2 separate regions of the Mus musculus genome follow, and region 2 is linked to region 1. Evidence: chromatin contacts called from public HiChIP or PLAC-seq data. All regions are on one chromosome and are shown on one strand. The core of a region is the stretch at or near the end of the contact, and the rest is flanking DNA. Distances in the headings are between cores, read along the strand shown. Region 1 has its middle 75 kb from the start of 4930401O12Rik. Region 2 has its middle 40 kb from the start of Foxq1.

What was found. HiChIP or PLAC-seq counts read pairs in DNA pulled down with a chosen protein or histone mark.
Region 2: a contact with region 1 is called in a CTCF HiChIP or PLAC-seq map of the NIH/3T3 cell line, with 14 read pairs. The contact joins two enhancer-like sites. A contact is called at or near these places in 1 of 15 datasets of contacts at CTCF or cohesin (the NIH/3T3 cell line) and 1 of 484 Hi-C or Micro-C datasets (liver).

What each region holds. Positions count from the first base shown.
Region 1 is chr13:31,164,938-31,167,855 of GRCm38.p6, forward strand. No RefSeq gene overlaps it. Among named protein-coding and RNA genes, the nearest start is that of 4930401O12Rik, 75 kb to the right of the region's middle. Within about 2 kb of position 1,589, at least 21 of the 459 cell types and tissues checked have an H3K27ac peak or open chromatin away from gene starts, as enhancers often do. A contact at or near this core is called in the NIH/3T3 cell line, where this site is marked.
Region 2 is chr13:31,517,199-31,519,963 of GRCm38.p6, forward strand. No RefSeq gene overlaps it. Among named protein-coding and RNA genes, the nearest start is that of Foxq1, 40 kb to the right of the region's middle. Within about 2 kb of position 1,268, at least 61 of the 459 cell types and tissues checked have an H3K27ac peak or open chromatin away from gene starts, as enhancers often do. A contact at or near this core is called in the NIH/3T3 cell line, where this site is marked.

The DNA of each region.
Region 1 (2,918 bases), core at 339-2,838:
AGAAGTGATGATGTTTAGGATGTGTCTGTCCTAATGTGACTGGTGTCTCTATAGGAAGAGAAAAGGATCCAGAAAGAGACACTATTGTACATGTGCGTGCAGGACGACCATGTGGGGGACCCAGGGAGAAGGTGCCATCTACAAGCCAAGGAGAGAGACATTAGGAGAATCCAGCCCTGACTGGGCTTTACCTTGGGTTTCCAGACATCAAAACGGAGTAAAATTTCTAATATTTAAAGCAGCAAGCCTGGCATTTTGTTAAGATTACTCTAGAAGACTGTCCCATGTAGATTTTCACAGTTGCAAAAATAGCATGTACTTTTTTTTTAAAGATTGATTTATTATTATACATAAGTACATTGTAGCTGTCTTCAGACCCACCAGAAGAGGGAGTCAGATCCCATTACAGGTGGTTTTGAGCTACCATATGGTTGCTGGGATTTGAACTCAGGACCTTTGGAAGAGCAGTCAGTGCTGTTACCCGCTGAGCCATCTCACCAGCCCACATGTACTTTTCCCTGTAATACCTTTACATTTTGAGTCCGTAGCTCCAATCAAGAACTATTTCAACTACCAATTGACTCTGTGGGCTGCTCTAATCAATAAAATGTTATTTGTGTGCCAATTCCAGTCTGAGCTATAAGAATGGTTTTCTTGCTCCCTTCGAGACCACCCCTGTAGGATAGGACAGGATAACTCACCCACTTCCCGCCTTAGTATGCACTTGACCCAGATTCTCAGCACAGCACAGCTCCATCCAGCCCAAACTGCTAACCAAATGCTTGTTGGAAGCCACAAACCTCTCATGACTTGTTCTTGTTATGCGCCCTGTGGATCTGATTTACTCAGTGAAGCAGGTGGGAGTCAAGTGGTGGCTGACAGGCCAGCTTGCACAGCTTGGCTTTGTGTTAACTGTGGATATCGAAAGCTCACGGCCCAACTGGCAGGTCAGGAAGTGGATACTGGGATATTCAAGATAAAACATTAAGAAATATTTACCTATGACTTTGCTTATTTTGAGCTCCTTTTTCATGATTTGACAGAAGATGGTTTGCTTCTTCTCCATACCTCTCCAAGCAGATGTGTCCTGTGACATCACCAGGAAGTGCTCTGCCAGGGCTGTGCTGGGACTACTTGTGTTCTGCCCACCTTGATCTTTCTGGGGCTGCCATGAAGAGCTTACATGGAGGAGAACATTCGTTATCCATGTGACCCTCTGAACTCTCATTTAGGAGGCTTGGGAGACTTCAGCCCACTAAAAAAGCAAGAACCAGTATCTCGGGCTCTGTGCTATTTGAAGACCATACCTTGGCTCTTACTGTCTGAGAGCACATGCTTTTTTTTGCATCAAGGCCAAACCACATCCCTTTCTGGGATGAATTTACAAACAGGCTCAGTAGAGGTTCTGATTTGTTGGAATGTGGCCAGAGAGTCCATTCCTTAGTTGGCTTCTGTGTTGTTTTCCTGAGACCTCTGAAGGCCTTGAGACCTCCCTCTGAGGCTGTTGCTCTCTTCTCTGGGATGCTGGAGAGGACTTCTAATGGGTACTCTGTGATGTGTAAAAAAGCCAAGCTGCGGGGAGGTTCTTTGTGGCAAAGGAGGCTTGCCGGCTCTGTGCCAGGTGCAATCACTGCCTCTCTCTGCTGTACAGCTATCATCTGTAAGGCATCTTGGACATTTTCTGAGACAGCAGTAAAGGAATCTGACTCAGATCATTAAAGTCCCGTGTGTGGGCGATCCGTTGGGGGGAGGGGCTGCCGCAGAGGATGTTTGACATGACTCTTGCCAGACACGGATACCCCAGACAAGCCCAGGGCAACGAATCAGATATTTCATTGTTTCAACAGTTACCAATAATCTATGCATTGTCTGCCTGCCTCCATCCATTCCTCCATCCATCCATTCTCATTTATACCTGTCACCTACCTAAAACTAAAATTAAAGGATAAACATACATGAAAACGCAAATGCACACACACACACACACAAACATGCAACATCTAACCTCCCTTTCTCTAAGTTCCCATTGTCTCAATAAAAAGGCATCAAGTATTTGTGATCCAGTCTCTAGCTTCCTGTGAGCATTCACTGGCATCATTTTATGAGGAGAGCATTGTGGTAAGACATGCAAATGTCACTGGCTTGAAAATGATAGGAAGTGAGGCCAGTAGTGACCATACTTTGTAGACAGATGCTCATTTTCCTCCTAAAGTACAGTGTCTTAATGCAGAACAGAACTTCTCTTCCTCCTTTGTATTCAAGCCTGGATACTGTCACGTGTTTGGTTAGGATCAAAAATTATCTCTTCTAGTAGAGACGATTTAATCTCAAAATGTCAAGCAACTTCAAATGTTCCTACTCAGATGTAAAGTGTGACTTGTTTTTAAAACATCTAGGAGAAACCTGGCAAGATTGTGCCTCTGCGTTTAGTAAATGTCTATTCACCAGGGGATCCCGAGCACACAAAGTGCATCCTCCCCCGTCAGCTGTTCTCACAGCCAGTGATGAGGATGTGCTTCCACACGTTGGGTCGCAGCTCTCTTCTGCTTCCATCATCTCTCACTAGGTCACAGATCTGGGTGCAGCTCATCAGTGATGGGCAGCAGCTGTGAGCATTGCTCTGCCAGTGGCCTCTCTTTGCACTGCACCCTGGCCTGTTGTCTTGTTTGTATTAGTCTCAGTCCCATTTAATTTCCCCTATGCCTTACTTACTGCTTGGGGTAGTTTGAATGAAAATGGCGCACATAAACGCATAGGGAGTGGCATTATTTGAAAGCATTAGGATGTTTGGCCTTGTTGGAGAAGGTGTGATCTTATTATAGGAAGTGTGGCACTGGGGGTGGGCTTTGAGGTTTCAGAAGCTCAAGCCAAGCTGATCTGGGTGCAGAGCTCTCAGCAACATCTTCAGCAACCATGTC
Region 2 (2,765 bases), core at 18-2,517, 350 kb after region 1:
GCCTATCCATCTAATACTTGTGAGCTGCCTGCCTGGAGCTCTGTTCTTGAGTGAGTGCAATTCCAGCCTCTCTCTGAGGTAGGGAGATCAGAGACAGGGAGGCAAATAAATGAGAGCCTGAAGAGGCCTCCATTCTACAAAATTTTACAAAAACCACAAGAGTAATTTTTCTTATATAAAACTCAAGTTGAGTGGCGGACATGACGGTACATGCCTGTAATTCCAGCACCTGGGAATGAAGCAGAAGAATCTCAGATTGGAGGCCATCCTGGTTTACGTAAGGAGATCCCGTCTTTAAAGGGGGAAAGGAAAAAAAAAAAAGAGCTAAAATAAACTGCATTAGATGCCACTTTCATTCTTGGTATACAAAAGAAAAATAAGAAATGAGGAAGCTCTGACCCAGGCTACAACATGGATAAACTTTGAGGAAAGTTTGCTAAGTGACCTAAGCCAGTCACAAAAATGACAAATTCTGCATGATTAGACCTTGGTGACGTACCTGAAACTACCAAATGCATGGACAGAAAGCAGAATGTGGTGGTCAGGGACTGGGCTTGGGGGAGGGTTCTAGTGCTCAGTGAGCTCAGAGTTTCAGTGCACAGGATGGAGAAGTGAGGTTCACAATCAAGTACACATATTGAATTCCACTCCACTGAACTTTGTGCTTTCAAATTGTTAAGTAGCAAGTGTCGTGTTCTATGGCTGACGGGCCTCACTACCTGAGTTGGATCCCTAGAACCTACATGGTAGAAAGAGAGCAACAAATCCCAGAAGTTGTCCTTTGAACTCCATACATGTGTCATGGCACACACGAGTGGGCACACACACACACACACACACTCACCCACATTAATTTAATCGATTTATTTTAACAAGTTAGAAATTTCACTATGACAGTGAAATTGCAATCTCTGACCAAGGAATAAAGATTACCAACTCAAGGTCAGCCTGAGCTATGCAATGAGATTCTATCCAGAAATTTAAAAAAAAAAAAAAAGCAAACAAATAATTTTAAAAAAATGTTCTATCAGCTGTTATTTTCTAATTTTTTAAGAATGTCATGGATACTTCTTAGACACTGTAACCTCAAAGTCACAAAACATGTCCTTCCTATCCTGGCCTCTCAGTCACCATAAATATCCACTGGAGTCTAAGGTGCTTCGTAAGATGCTAGGCTTTGCCTGAAGCAGTGGCTTCTCTTCTCTCCGGCATTTAGTTCTGTTAGGTAAGGCTGCCAGGAGGCAGCTCAGAAAACTCGGCATACAACCGACTCCAACAGCCCTCGGCTGGGCCCTGGCCAGACATTTGGCAAAGGTTCCCCTCGACTGGCATGCTTGCACAATCCGTTCTACAAAATGTTTTCTTAAAGGATCTCTGCCCATAAATGCAACACAAACAACCTGCCCGTGAGTCACAGGACTTGAACACACGCTAAGTCCATGTAATAATCTTTATGTAGTTTGTTTCTTAGTCATTGTCTGGCCCATTAGGCAAATATGCACGGTGCGTTTCTTTGAAAATAATCAGAGCCTCCATAGAAACTATTGGCTGTAAATAGACCAAGCAATAAAGAGTTCCACAGTGAGTTTAACTAAAGGAATTTTTAAAAGATAAGAGCAGGGTTGCCGTCCCAGGGAATCAAGGAGCTCCCCAAGTGTAACTGATCATCATTCAGTGCCTTTTATGACTTAGCCAAGCACTTGAGACAAACACTGAAGTCTCTGGCTGAGGTCAGCTTTGCTTAGAACAAAAGGCCATAATGCCTAGTGGGAAGAACACAGAGTCCAGCTTTCTAGTTTTTGTTTGGTTGGTTTTGTTTGTTTGGTTTTTGTTTTTGTTTGTGACCCCTGAATCTACTTTCCTCTTTCCTCACTTTCAGTGCAGTGTTCGAGGACTTACGGTAAAATGGAAAACTCGGTGCCTTTCTGTAAAATGAACTTTGTGTTAGTTAGATGAGTTTGCGCAACTCTCAGCTAATGTAAACATTTGAGGTTGGCAGGCTAAGCGGTGATATTATACGCCGTAGCTATCTGTGGGAGTTGTAAATGACTTCAGCTTTTGATATTTTCGACTTACTAAGGTTTCTTTAAGTTGTAGCATCAGTTGATAAAAGAAAAAGAGAGCCGGCCATGGTGGCATATGCTTGCAACTTAATAACTATACTCTACTCTCTGCACTGGGGAGGCTGAGGCAGGAGGATATAGATTTTTAAAGTTAGCCTGAGCTAAACAGTCAGACCCTGTCTCGGAAAAATGAACATTTTAGAAAGAGAGAATTTTAGTATAATTTAATTGAAAAATTCAATAACTAGGGGGAGACAGAAACTGTCACCTACACAAAATATTCATACTCACCTTTCACACACACATATGCTCACATACTCATGAACACCACATCACTCATAGACATAGTCTCATGTACACTCATACATTCCTCACAAAAAGACACATACATTTATACACTCGCACACTACACAGATTCACACTCCCATGAATACATGATTTCCCACACACATCACATTAATACACACACACACACACACACACACACACACACACGCGCGCGCGCGCGTCTCAGGGCAGGGCAGAAAGCAGACATCAACATCTATGTTCACTCTGAGCCATGACAGACAGCATCCCTTGATGGTGACACTCCTTTCCCTTTCAGCCCAAATTCTCTTCCGGACACGATTTCTCTGACTTCTCACTTGTTAGGAAACCTGTGTGCCCTCCTTATTCATGAGCCTTTCTTCTTCAACCTAGGTC